2 separate regions of the Capra hircus genome follow, and region 1 is linked to region 2. Evidence: chromatin contacts called from public Hi-C data. All regions are on one chromosome and are shown on one strand. The core of a region is the stretch at or near the end of the contact, and the rest is flanking DNA. Distances in the headings are between cores, read along the strand shown.

What was found. Hi-C and Micro-C count contacts between places; a contact is called where the count stands out from the background.
Region 1: a contact with region 2 is called in a Hi-C map of liver, with 4 times the contacts expected there. The contact joins the enhancer-like site here to the promoter of SNX30 in region 2. A contact is called at or near these places in 4 of 5 Hi-C or Micro-C datasets (blood and liver).

What each region holds. Positions count from the first base shown.
Region 1 is chr8:101,777,771-101,785,092 of ARS1.2, forward strand. It overlaps SNX30 (sorting nexin-30), which reads left to right. Exons shown (of 9, transcript XM_013966270.2): 3 at 1,753-1,863. Among named protein-coding and RNA genes, the nearest start is that of SLC46A2, 62 kb to the right of the region's middle. Within about 2 kb of position 1,656, at least 1 of the 5 cell types and tissues checked has an H3K27ac peak or open chromatin away from gene starts, as enhancers often do.
Region 2 is chr8:101,715,692-101,722,751 of ARS1.2, forward strand. It overlaps SNX30 (sorting nexin-30), which reads left to right and starts at 2,315. Exons shown (of 9, transcript XM_013966270.2): 1 at 2,315-2,642. The coding sequence starts at 2,487.

The DNA.
Region 1 (7,322 bases), core at 406-2,905, 61 kb after region 2:
TTCCCAGCATCTAGGGGCTAGCCACCCTGGTGGCCTAGAGGTTAAAGTGTCTGCCTCCAATGTGGGAGACCTGGGTTCGAGCCCTGGGTCGGGAAGATCCCCTGGAGAAGGAAATGGTAACCTACTCCAGTATCCTTGCCTGAAGAATCCCATGGACAGAGGAGCCTGGCGGGCTACAGCCCACAGGGTCGCAAAGAGTCGGACACGACTGAGTGACCTCACTTCACTTTCCCAGCGTCAGGGTTTCTTCCAATGAGCTGGCTCTTCGCATCAAGTGGCCAAAGTGCCAAGCTACTGCCCATGTTTCTGTCACCCTTGTGCCTAGAGATTAACAGTGATTTAGATTTAACTTTTTTCCTTCTCCTCTCTCTCTCTGGAGTTCTACAACACTCATTCCTCTGGGGAGCCTTCTAATAAATCATAAATGCCTCATTAAACAAACGTGCCCATGTCTCCCGCTCCTGCCTCTGCTTCACAGGGGAGGGTTGTGTTTCGTGGGCATATGCTGGTGTGCAGAACTTTGACAAGGGGAAAAGAGGCAGGAAGAGTTGGGGTTTTGTCCAAGATCGAGTCCTTTGACTTCACAGTTTTGCTCAGTCTGTGAGCCTGGCTTCTGGGGAGGATGAAATCATAATTTTTGATGCCAGAGCTGTTCACTGGCTGCTTCTGTGATGGATGACTCTTGTTTATGTGTTTTTAAGGTTTTCTTGGTGCCATGGATTAAAACAGACTTTTGATGTGAAAGATTTCAGTAAGTTTATAAAAGATAGCTTGAGCCATTTTTATTCTGTACTTTAAATTCTGAGAACTATGACTGCCATATAGTCGGTACCCTCATAGGGAGAAGTGGTGTATTGGAGACATAATTTTGGTTTGGACTAATTAATGTATAAAAATCTTGCTTTGGTATAAATTCATTTTATTTAGTATTGGTTTTTGTTAAGTGTTGAAATCACATTTCAGAAAACTTAAATTCAGGGAAGGGGATGTGATTAATATTTTTTTCTGCCATACAATGATATTTTAGTATCATTTCCTTCTAGATTAAAAAAAAAATCATCTAAAATGCAGTATAGTTTCAGGCTTATGGTCCTGGCAGGATATGGCAGAATAGGCAAAACCTTTTCTATTTTCATCTAATCTGGTTCCTAAATGAGCAGGTAATCTGTTATCTCTACTTTTTGTTTTTCCTCTGCCTTTGGCAGAACTTATCAGCATATTTAGCAGAAGGTGGAAACTTTTTTTTTTAAACAGAGTCACAGGTTTGGATTCAGTAAGCAAGATTCTCAGTGGAATTACTCTGTGTATGTGTTACTCACTTCAGTCATGTCTGACTCTTTGCGACCCCATGGACTGTAGCCCTCCAGGCTCCTCTGTCCATGGGATTCTCCAGGCAAGAATACTGGAGTGGGTTGCCATTTTCTTCTCCAGGGATCTACTAAAAGAAATTTTCAAAGTTAAGCTTGGAGATGAATCAGATGTTTTCTGAACACAATTTTGGGGGATAGTTCCATTTCCGAGGGGAATGAAATCTCAACATTTTCCATATAGATCCTTGAAATGTTTAACTAGACCCCACGCCTAGACTCGTCATTCCATCCCGGGAAACCCTGCCATGTGGCTGGCGTGTTTGGTGGAAGGAAAGTGTGTTCTTGCCCAGTTAGGTTATCCAGAAAGAGCTTTTTTCCTTCCCTGCTGCCAGGACAGCTGCTCTTTCTCACCCTGATTTTGTTCTGCTCTTCTCATCTGCAGAGTACTCGGGTGGAGTTTGACCTGCCAGAATATTCTGTCCGTCGAAGATACCAGGATTTTGACTGGTTGAGGAACAAACTGGAAGAATCCCAGCCCACTCATCTCATTCCCGTAGGTACTAAGTCAGTACAGCTTGTTACTCACTTTTCCTTCTTTCTCTTTCCTGACTGTTCACTCAACTCTCACCCCTCAAATTATGGGCAAACACTGCCTTAAATTTTATACCAGATCTACCCATCAGCTGTTCATTTTGTGGATGCTGTATAATTATTTCCATTTTGGGTTTTGATTTCTGATCTGCTATATCGTATGCTGGTTTCTTGGGTGGAGTGGGGTAGATTTTCATATTCCTTGTGACAAGGAGATTGATTTTTTTTTTTTAAGTATAGAGAGTTCTAGTTCTCCTTTGCTGCCTCCTTAAAGGCTGGCTGTTGCACCCTTCCTAGATACAGTTCTGAGGTTTGGAGAGCTGCCACCAGGTGGAGAAAGATGCCTCAGATTACAGCTGGCTGGGTTTTCTTGAGACATGGGTAATTCAGGGAGCAGGAGTCTAGCACATAATCCATCAACCATAGCTTTTCCTTTAAAACAACAAACCCAAAGCCGCCTAACTCTGTTTATTGAAGAAACATACTACTCGTCTGTTACTTTAGTTGCACATTAAAAAAAAAAACAAAAACTGGAGCAAATAAAATTTAAAAGACTACTTAAAATCAGCATACATGTGGAGTACTTCTCTGACTACTTTCTCTTTGAAGTATAAATGACTATTTAGATCCTAGATGCTTCTTGAGCTTTGGGGCTTTAGGGAAATTTGGGTCATGAAACACTTCAATAAGGGCTTTCAGTTCAGTTCAGTTCAGTTGCTCAGTCGTGTCCGACTCTTTGAGACCCCATGAATTGCCTCACACCAGGCCTCCCTGTCCATCACCAGCTCCCGGAGTTCACTCAGACTCACGTCCATCGAGTCCGTGATGCCATCCAGCCATCTCATCCTCTGTCATCCCCTTCTCCTCCTGCCCTCAATCCCTCCCAGCATCAGAGTCTTTTCCATGAGTCAACTCTTCGCATGAGGTGGCCAAAGTACTAGAATTTCAGCCTCAGCATCATTCCTTCCAAAGAAATCCCAGGGTTGATCTCCTTCAGAATGGACTGGTTGGATCTCCTTGCAGTCCAAGGGACTCTCAAGAGTCTTCTCCAACACCACAGTTCAAAAGTATCAATTCTTCGGCGCTCAGCTTTCTTCACAGTCCAACTGTCACATCCATACATGACCACAGGAAAAACCATAGCCTTGACTAGATGGACCTTTGTTGGCAAAGTAGTGTCTCTGCTTTTCAACATGCTGTCTAGGTTGGTCATAACTTTTCTTCCAAGGAGTAAGCGTCTTTTAATTTCATGGCTGCAGTCACCATCTGCAGTGATTTTGGAGCCCCCCCAAAAATAAAGTCTGACACTGTTTCCACTGTTTCCCCATCTATTTCCCATGAAGTGATGGCTTTATCTTTCAGTAAAAACCTTGGCTGGGTAACTTCTCAGCACTGCCTGCTGCATCTTCCAGTCATCCCCTCATGGTTGGAAGAGGCTGGCTATGCTGGGAGCTCTCTAGCAGTTTTCTTAATTTTCAAGGCAGAAGTGGCCATGTTGCTAGTGCTGTGAGGAGAATGAACCCCACCTCCACCCCCGCCTCACCCTCCACCCCCCACGCCCTACTCCCATTCCCTCTGCTCTTGAAGCCTAAAGTTTCCCTTTTCCTTTTTCTGATCACTTCAAGACATGCCAAAAGAAAAAAAAAAAGCCAATAGTTTGTAAGAAGTTGAAACTATCCCTTACAGATACTAATTTGGCAAAATTGGCGACTAGTGAATTTTTTTTAAATAAACTTTTATTTTAGAACAGTTTTAGATTTACTGAATTCTTGAGAAGACAGTGCAGTGAGTTCTCATAGACCTCACGGCCAGTTTGGCTTATTATAAACATTTTCTATTAGCATGGCACGTTTGTCACAAATAACGAACCAGTACCACTTTACATTTAGTTTCCTTAGTCCCAGGCTGTTTTGGTTGTGACGGTTTCTCAGGCTTTCCTGGTTTGGGATGACCTGGATCGCTTTGAGGAGTACTGGTCAGGCTTTTTGTGGAATGTTCCTCAGTTGAGATTTGTCTGGTGTTTTGCTCGCAGTTAGCCAGGTGTGATGTGTTTTGCGGAGGAAAAGCACAGAGGTTAAGTACAATCCTCGTTACATCATGAAAGGGTACATACTGTCATTAACAGTATTTATCACTGTGGATGTTAATCTTGTTCACCTGCTTTGAGATAATGCTTGTCAGGTTTTTCCACCGTACAGTTACCCCTTTTTTCTCTCCTCTGTAGAAAGTTGCTCTTTATGTGTAGTCCATACTATGCATAAGGGGAATTAATGCGCCACCTCCTGGCAACTAGGTGAATTTGAAGTTTTGCACTTAAAGATCAAAGTTAGACAGCGACACCTGCTGGTAAAACATAATAGCCTCATGTGTAGACACAAGCCAGAATTAGGAGACTGGAAGTCTTCCAGAATGCCCAAGGTGAATTTTTAAGTCTGTTATCTTTAACCAGTATCTTTAAGTCTGGTTTCCTTTGGTCTGGGTGGAAGCATTGAGTAGAAGGTACTTTTGAAGCATGTAGAGATTTAAATTTCTTCGTAAATTCTTAGTGCATATCTGGGGAGGAGAGAGATTCAGTGTAGGAGAGCATTTCTGACTTAAACATGAAAGTCAGACTGGAAACCGTTTTTTTCCCCAGAAGTTCACTTTACAGCAGCTTTTCTAGGAGGTGATTGTTTGTTGTTAATAATCAACTTTGTGTTGGTCCTCTTACAGCACTTGGGAAGATGAGGGATTATGAGATGGACAAAGACGCCTCTCCAGGAGAGTTTATTATCAGAGGGAGACCCAGTAAACACATAGCATAGTTATTGTTTAAATTTTCATTTCTTTTTTTAAGAAAAGCTTTATTGAGTTCTGATTGATATAGCATACAATTCACCCACTTGAAAATACAAGTCAAGAGCTTTTAGTGTATTCATAGAGCCATCAGCAGATCAGTGTTAGAACCTTTTCATGATCCCTAAAAGAAACCTCTTGATCCTTGCCTGTTAATTCCAAACCCTGTCTTTCCCAGGGCCTGGCGACCACTACTCTATGTCCTGTCTCTGTAGGTGTGCCTCTTTCTGGACGTTTGATATACGGAGAATCATACACAGTGGTCTTCTGTGCCAGTTTTCCCCATAGCGTAATGTTTTCAGTGCTCATTCATGTTCTAGCACGTGTCAGTCAGTGCTTTGTTTTTGTTGTCAGATGAGCGTCCCTTCTATGGAAATATCACATTTTCTCTGTTCGCTGCCTTTGATGGACAGTTGGGTTGTTTTCACTTTTTGGCTGCTGTGAGTAATGCTGCTGTGAACGTTCACGTGTGAGTTATTGTGTGGACATTATGTTTTCTTTTTTCTCAGGTGTATACCTAAGACTATAATTGCTGAATTGCGTTTAACTGTGTATTTAACCTTTTGAGGAACTGTGAGACTGTTCTCCAAAGTGGCTGCTTCATTTTATGTTCACGCCAGCAGTGTTCATCTCCTTCAGGATGGACTGCTTTGGTCCTTGCCATCCAAGCGACTCTTGAGTCTTCTCTAGCACCGGGTTGTCCTTTTATTATTGCATTAAGACCGTTCTTTATATAATCTGGATACTAGTCCCTTTTCAGGTATATGATTTGCAAAAATTTTCTCCCATTTAATGACTTGTCTCTCTATTTTCTTGATGGTATCCTGTGAAGTACAAAGTTTTAAAATTTTAATGAAGTCCAGTTTACCAATTGTACCCTGTGTGTGTGTGCTTTTGGTGTTTTAGCTAAGAAACCATTGCCTAATCCCAGATCACAGAGATTTACATCTATGTTGCTCACTGAAATTTTTATAATTTTAGCTCTTATATTTAGGTCTTTAACCTATTTTGAGTTTGTTTTTGTACGGTTAGTTTTCATTATCCAGTTAGTGAAGCTGGATATCTTCCTGTGACTTTACTGGAGGTTGACATTTCTTTTATGAATTGCCTCTTCATTTGAAAATTTTTTTCCTCATTGTTTTGTGAATACTCTGTATATCTGCAAAGGACATTAACGCAGTTGAGAATATCTATTTTTTTTCTTAGTTACCTTTTTTCTTCAACTTGACTTTGTAATAGTAGTATCCCTTCCCTCCCAGCCATGGTAATTTTTCCCGTACAGTTCTGGCTTTGAAGCTTGTTTCTAACCTGGGATGTTAAAAAAAAAAAGTAATATATTTTCTTCTGTTACTTTTGTGTCCTTGTATTTAGTGCTTAAAGCTGGAGTGTATTTTGACGTGAGATGGGGAGATCTTGTTTTTTTCAGATGGTGAGTTGTCCCACAACCGCTTAGGAGTAGTCAGTCACCTATATCATAGCTCGTGTGTTAGACTCTGTCATGCATTAGATTTGTATAGTCTTGGGCTGTTTCTGAACCTTCTGGTTCATCGATCTCTTTAGTGTGGTATCCCTGCTACACTATTGAATTATTATAAGTTTACAGAATGTATCAGCATCTGGTTGGATAGGTCCCTGTCTCTACCCACAGTATTCTTTGTTTTCCAAGTTTTTTTGGCTCTTTGCACATGCTTTATTTTTCAAGGGAACGTTAGAACTTTAGTGAGTCAGCTGGAAAATTGGGAATGATGGTGGAGAAATGGATATTTTTGCTGGTTTTTTTTTTTTTCCAATTTTAGTCAGCTATGGTTAAAACTTTGTGAGAATTCCTGAGCTTTCAGAGCCTATTGCTTATGTTAGGAGCATGGAGATAAAGTTCCCACTTTTTGGAGGGCTTCACTGGAGCCATGTGAAATGGCAGACAAACAGCCAGCCGGACTTTGGTTCTGGGGAGGCCCCCAAGTTCTTCCATTTGCTTCTTCCCATTGGCTGCCCTGAGGCTTGCCCGGTTTTCAGCCCCAGTGGCTCTGAACTTGGTAGCTTCCGGGGCTCTCCCAGGGAAACTCAACCCCTTACTTCCTGTCGACTGTTCCTTTGCCTGAATAGTATCACAAGATGGTTAATGGTGATGGGTTTTTCTCTCAACCCAATCTTTTCTGCTTTGTGTCTTTAACAAATTCTGTCCTATTAACAGTACCATTATATTCTCTAGTGCTCCAAAAAAAATTTCTCTTTTTATATTGCTTAACTTTTCTGGGATTTGAAAAGCAGAAACAATCAGGTGTTTTTCAAATGGCACCCTAAAGCTAGAGTTGCGGTGGATGGGGATGTTTGTCATCTCGTAATGGCAGTTCACTTTGCTTTTCTTTGTAATCTGACAGTGGGAGCCACCAGAGTCTTCACTGTGATGTGGTTTTTGCTTTTTAATTTACATTTTGTCTCGGAAGTTGGCTTTAACACTGCTTCATTAACTAGGGCACAACTCATTACGCAGCAGAGAGATTTCATGACTCGATGGGCACAGAGTTTGGAGATGAAGCAAATACATTTATTAAAATCTTTAGTTTTCAGTTTCACTTGGAAATTTAA
Region 2 (7,060 bases), core at 1,065-3,564:
TTGATGACTACCCACTGGATCATTGTGGCCGCAAGCCATTGACCAACCAGGAAACTAGAAAATAAACTGTTTCATATGGGCTTTCAGAGACTCTGTTTTGTTTTTGGTTTTTTTAAATGGTAGGAGCATAGAAAAATGATACACTGACCCCAAATGAGCAAATAGAGGAGTTTGGAGAGTAGCATGTTTATGAAAGCTTTATGATTATCATTTCATAAGAATAGTAGAGAAAGCACAGAGGGAAAGAAAGGGGATTAAGATTTAGGGAACATCTATCCATGCCAGCATTTTGCTGGGAATGTTAGATAGCAAATGCTATTTTGTTCTCACATCCACCAAGTAAAGGAAGTTTTATTACCTGCTCCTTGTCCTTTTTGGTTTAGGAAGTGGGTTCATTTAGGTTAGGTAACTTGCTCATGGTCACCCACTTAGAGTTTGCAATCAGGAATTCAAATATTGGTCCCTTTTCACTCTTACTTGGCATTCTGAAGAGAAAGCTGTGTGGAGTCTGAATAAAATAAGACCTTGATTATGGGAAGGTGGCCTGGGTGTTAAAGAAAAAAAAACACCATTCAATAAAAAAAAAAATATCTGTTGTACATCTATAGAACTCTCATGTCTAGTTATATTCATGCTATTTGCTTTAATTGAAAGAACAGACAACAGGGTCTGTCATAGTTGTAAGTATCCCTTGAATATAAAAGTATTAATTTTATGCAACTCCAAGATGGCTGGACACTGGCATTCCTGTGAGGTAGATTTAGTATTTAAAATTGTTCCCAGTATCCTCTGAGCCCTGTTCTCCTCCACCAAGGCAGACCCGCGTTGGGGGTCGGGGGAAGGGAATAGATGATAACTTGAGGACTAAGGTCAGATGATTTAGACCAGGGTAAATAAGGGAAGGTCTCAGTGAATTCCTGGGAGATGTTTTGGGTCAGCTTTAGCTCTTGGCATTCTCCTCCTGCTAAAGTATCATTTGTTTGTTTGAAAAAAACAAAAACAAAAACGTGATGGAGACCACAGTGAATCCCAGCTTCAAGACTAGTCAGGTGATGGGACTTCCCTGGTGGTCCAGTGGCTAAGACTGTGCTCCTAATGCAGGGGGGCTGGGTTTGATTCCTGCTCAGGGAACTGGATTCCATAGAAAGCAACGAAAGATCCCCACCCACTGCAACTAAGACCCAGGGGAGCCAAAAAAAAAAAAAAGATTAGTCAGGTGAAACTGGATAGACCTAAAGGGTTTGGGAAATAGATCAGGAAATGCGGTCCCTTATAAGGGCACCCCTCCCTGTTACTGTAGTATCCAATCTCTTCTAACATGGGCTGATGACCTCTACTGACTTGGCCCTGAACACAGAAGCGGTGAAGCCAGGTAAAGTGGAGAAAGAAGGTGAACTTCCATCTTCAAATAGCCAAGTAACGCCTTGACTATCCATCCGGCTAACGAAGGTCAGAGTCCAGCCCAGCCAAAAGCCTGGAAAGGAAGCACAGAAGCATGAAAACCAACGACAGGGAACCTCACGATGCTTTCAAACGGCAGTTCGGTCAAGGTGTGCCTTTAAGAGTCATAGATCAAGTGTAGCACTCGCTTTCTATTTACTGATGCTCTCTCTCCTGAGGTTCTACCTTACATAAACCCGGTGAACTGCAGAAGCAAGAAGGCATAGGGATCTCAGCGTGCCTCTGATGAAATCCACAATGCCTCCTCGAATTCCCTTGTAGGTTTCCCCGCCCGATGTTCTCTGTGCTCAAGGAGCCTCATAAGCTTTTATGCCATTCTTGCTTCGTCGTTCTTTCTATCTCGGGTTTGAGAGGCCAGAAAATCCCAACTCACGTGCGTGTCCCTAAAGCCCCCGCCCGAGTCCCAAGCGTGGCTGCCCCTGGGCGCAGCAGTAAACGCGGCTGGAATAGATAGAACAGGGCCCTCCAACGTCTGTTTCCACCTCTGATTTCCGTTAAACATTAGCTCCGGGGTGTGCGCGCAGACCCCAAGAGGCCGGCCTCCGGGAGACGAGCTTGGACGCTCGCCCGACCGCCGCAGAGGGCCGGGGTCGCACTTCCTGCGGGACGGCGGGCGGGGACCGAGCTGACCGCCTCCCCTTCCCCGCCCCTCCCGCGCTCTCCCCGCCCCCTCCACCTCCCCCTCCCGGGACCGCCGGGCGCCGCGGGGGCGGGGCCGCGAGCTGGCTGGGCGGCGTGGCGCTGCGGGCCGGGCGCCCGGGCTAAGGTGCGAGCGGACCCGCCGCAGGCTCGGGTGCCGAGCGGGGGCGCGCGGCGCGGCTCGGAGCGGAGCAGCCCGGCCCAGCCCAGCCCAGCGCGGCGCGGGCAGACGCAGCCGGCGGGTGGCGGTGGCGGCGGCTCCCGACCCCGCTGGTGCTGGGCCTCCGATCGAGCGCGGCCTCGGCCGGGGCGCTGGGGGAGCCCGCGGAGGCGGGCTGTAGAAGGAAGCGGCGGCGGCGGCGGGCGCGTCCCGAGCCGAGCGCGCCATGTCTGGCGGGCCCCCCAAGGCCCTGCCGTCCACCGGGCCCCAATCTCTGCGCGACATGCCGCACCCGCTGGCCGGCTCCAGCAGCGAGGAGGCCGTGGGCGGCGACAGCACGCCCAGCCCGGACCTGCTGACTGCCCGCAGCTTCGGCGACAAGGTGGGACGCGCGGGGCTGCGGTTGGGAGACTGGTTGGGCTCCCGAGGGGGATGAAGCATCTAGAGCCCGGCTGGGCACCGGGCCGCGCCCACCCTGCCGCCCGTTTCCCGGGGGCCGGCGTGCCCTAGCCCCAGAGCCTTGGGAAGAAGCGTCTCCTCTCTGCCGCCCCCGCGGGGTCGCAGTCGCGCAGGGGGAGCGGCCAGAGTCGAGGGGCTGGCCGGGCTTGGCTGGTCTCGAGCGCCAGTGACAGCTGGTGGGGAGGGGTCCCGCCTGCTCGCTGAGGCTGGAGGCGTGTGTGCGGTGCTTGGCGCCTGTGTCCGGGGATGGGGTCCCGGTTCCTCCAGATGCAGTCACTTGTAGCTCCGCCAGTTTGCTGGGACGGCAAAGAAAAAAGAGTTAATGGTTTTCCGTGGTCTTAACTGCCAGAGGCTTCTTACCCCCCGTCTGTCACGTGGGGAGTGATCTTTGTTTAGGTTTGCTGTGTGCCCAGGAGAGTCACCTGACTCAGATCCCCGCCGGCTGCGGGAGGAGAGTGCCCCTGTGGTTTTCTGTCTGGGGCTCCATTTACCTCTGACGGTCTCCCACGCTGTTTAGGCTTGGCAGAGGCTGGTTTTGTGGCGGATGGGAAGAAAGGTCGCCCATTGACCTCGTTTGTGTAGAGGGAGGTTCCTGATTCTCTTAGAGCAGCATGACCCTCCTGCTGCTTTGAGGCACGGGAGAGTCCAGTGAAGGGTTAGGGGCGGACGGCATCTCCCTTCCCCCCACAGGCATCTCAGCTGTGATCAGGACTCAGCAGTGATTGTATCAGCGCTGCCGTGGTGACTTAGTCACTAATTGCAGAAATTAGAGTTGTTCTCAACACCTGTGATCAGGATATTTACTCTCTCCTAGTAAAATACTAAATGAATGCCTCTTTGTCCCAGTACTAAATGAAATCAGGAGACCCAACTTTCTTTCCCCCTTAGATGGGAGGACATGTGGTGGTAAAATGAGTGTGAGAGCACTGAGTAGTCAGAATAGCCAGGGAGTGGGACTTGATGAACCTTCCCAGGAGCTTTGTGAAAGCAGAGAGTAGAGTTGGGGGAGCAAGGGGAGGGACAGCATTAGGAGTAAGGAAACTTATAAAGCTAATGAAACCAATGGGTTGAGCAACTGGAGGTATGTGCATGTCTCATTGTAAATATTTCTCTTTATTTTATAGAAGATTATAAACTATATGAAGGTTTCAGTTGCTTGGAAATACCTTGCCTATATTTGCTATTTAATAAGTAATTGTTGAATGATGATAATTTGTTGCTTTCTTATGGACAGAGAACTTGGTCCTGTGTGTGCATGTAGAATAGGAATTGAGGTTAAACTTAAGATTTCTTTCTCAGGTCTATATAGGATAGTGAATTAATTATCTATGGCTGTGTAACCAATTACTCCAACATTGAGCATCTGAAAATAGTGTCTGGGTCAGAAATCTGGGAGCAACTTAAATCTCAGTGGTTCTGACTCAGATCTTTCATAAGCTTCTCTTCAAGCTTTGACATAGGCTGCAGTCACTGAAGACTGGATTAGAGGGTGGATTCCAGCTTACATGCTCACTCACTTGGCTGTTGTCAGGCCTTCGTTCCTTTCCATAAGGCTGCTTCAGGTGACAACTGGTTTCCCCGAGAGCAAGGAATCCAAGAGATGGAGAGATCCCAAGATGCATAATCTCAGAAATGATATAGCTGAGCCATATTCTGTTGGTCACACTGGTCATCACTGGTGCAGTCTGGGAAGAAGGTATGAATCCCAGGAAGTGAGAATTGTTGGGGCCATCTTGGAAGTTGATTGCTTAATGAACCACTGTTGGAGGACACCTGACTTAGAAGTGTGGGCATTTTTGCTAAGTACTGAAAGGACAGATGCCCTGTACCCCCAGGATCTAGTTGGTGTCCCTGAAGTAAAGCTTAAGTCTAATTACCCCTGGCTTCCTTTACAGGGACAGATCCCTGAGAAAGGCAATCTTGAAGGCATTATTATTAATTATCAGAATATTTAATAAGTCTCATTAGAGCTATGAGGAACATCAAAATGACCTCCCTCCCAAGAGCCTGATTTATAGTGAGCCACTTTTCCTTAGAGGCTTACTGAGCAATAGAATTTCTTTCTTTGACTGGGAGGAACATTTTCCTTGAGTCTTGGCATACACATATGTTCTCATAACTCTGGAGAAATTTCTGCAGAGAGAAGCTTATCAAGCAACAGAGGTGAATCAGGACCCGTGGAAGGAAGCCTTTCCGTTGTCCCGGTTTCTCTTGCCCAGGAAATATCGGGGTCGTTGGAGGGCAGGTAGGAGCATTGAGTGCTATGGTCTGTCTTTGAAAAGGAGCCTGTGTCTTCTTGCCTTTTGGGGCCTTGGGATTGTGACCCTGGATGCCTGACTCATAGTCCGTTCTGGACCTGGAGAATGAGTGTTTGACAGGCTGCTCATAGTGCAGGGTTATTATGCAGAGGGGAATTGCTTTCTGTAGCGCTATGAGAGGGAAAGCCTTGCGTCTCAGTCCAGCAGACACTTCTCAGTGGCCTCTGGGGTTTGGGGAAGGAAGGAAAGACCAAATGTGATGGCCTTTTCACCCACAGTCTAAAATCATTCAAACCTTGGTGTGAAGGGCAGAATCCTTTCTATCGACCAAGGGCTGCTCGGAATTCTTTTATGCTGGCTAAACTCACCGGGTCTTCTGGCACTGTATCTTTTATCGCCACCTGAAGTGTAAGTAAACCACTCAGCCCATTTCTCTTTTTTACTTTCACCTGCAAACCACTCTGGGATTGCTTCTCCCCTAACTCAGCCTCCAGCTCTTGTGTTCCTCCCAAAACGTAACACCAAGTCCTCTCAAGCCCCACCTGTGGTTAACACCTCTACCCACATCCTTAACCTCTTCACGGAGCTCTTTCACCTACTTTCTGCTCCCTTAGATCACTACTTCCCCTTCAAAGTCTTCAAAACGGAGGTATCTTTTCCTCCTCCACTCCACTTATTTCAAGTTCAGGCGATGGGGGTCGGGGTCCTTTCCTCCTCCACTCTGCTTATTTTACGTTCAGGAGATGGTGGTCGATGTCCTTTCTCTCCATTGCCTTTTAAAGACCAAGTGCTGCTCCTTTGAGGCTCATGTCATTGTATTTGCTCACTCAGAATATGTTTGAGGGCCTCCTACAAGCCAGGCACTGTTCTAGGACCTCAAGTCAACCAGCTGAAAACCCCTGTCCCGGTTGGGTATATTTTTAGTGATTTTATGTAATGCTGTGAGTGAGTGAGTAAGTGAAGCCGCTCAGTCGTGTCCGACTCTTTGCGACCCCATGGACTGTAGCCTACAAGGCTCCTCTGTCCATGGAATTTTCCAGGCAAGAGTACTGGAATGGGTTGCCATTCTCCAGGGATCTTCCCGACTCAGGGATTGAACCCGGGCCTCCCGCATTGCAGGCAGACGCTGTACCATCTGAGCCACCAGGGAAGTCCCTAAGTAGTGCTGTGAAAGGAAGTCAAACTAGAGGGGCGGGGGGAGTGTTCAGGATCACTGACTGTACAGAGGTGGGTAGACCTTATTGAGAACTTGAGATTTGAGCAGAGAATTTGAAGGAGTTGAGGGAGTTAGCGAGTGGATGTCTGGAGGAGTGTCCTGGTGGAAGAAACAGCCAGAGCTAAGTCCTGAAGGCGCCTGCTCAGCATATCAGGGGCTACCTTAGAAGCCTGTGTGGTTGGGGCAGAGTGCTAGTGGGGAGGCCTTGACCATGGATAGAAGGGGAAGGGGGCCAGTGATCTAGAGCCTGGTATGCCGCTCTCAACTTATGCCTTGACTTTGAGTCCCATTACAGGGACTTGAACAGTAGGAGGGTATGATTTGACTTAAGTATCGAAGGATCACACAGGCTGTTGAATTGAGAATCCTTTATTTGACTGCTCCACTGAGTTTAGTTTCCTTTTTGTCAAAAAGACATAAACTGAGTGCAAACTAGCTGAAGAAAAGAAAAAAAAATCTCTTGGCTCATGTTGAAAAGCCGCAGGTATTTTGGTTTCTGGAATGGCTGGAACAAGGTATTCAAATGATGCTGGGACTCTGTCACTTCCGACTCCTGGCTCTGCTTCCTTCTCTCTGTGTTAACTAGTGATGTTCTCAAGCCGGTGAAGGGATATAGCCTACAGACGAGGTTTGCAACTCCAGCCGAAAGAGAGCACCTCTTTCCTGATATTAATAATTCCAGCCAAAGCTCTGGGCTAGAGTCTTCTAGGCCTGAATTGGGTCAGATGCTGAATCTTTGTAACTGATTGCCCAAGGCCTGGGCCAGGTCCTTATCTTTGGAGGGTAGAGGAGGGAAGTTTTAACTGTGAATATAAAATAGATGAAGTATGTAAATGTTTTCTGTATTATGTATCTATACAGTTTAAA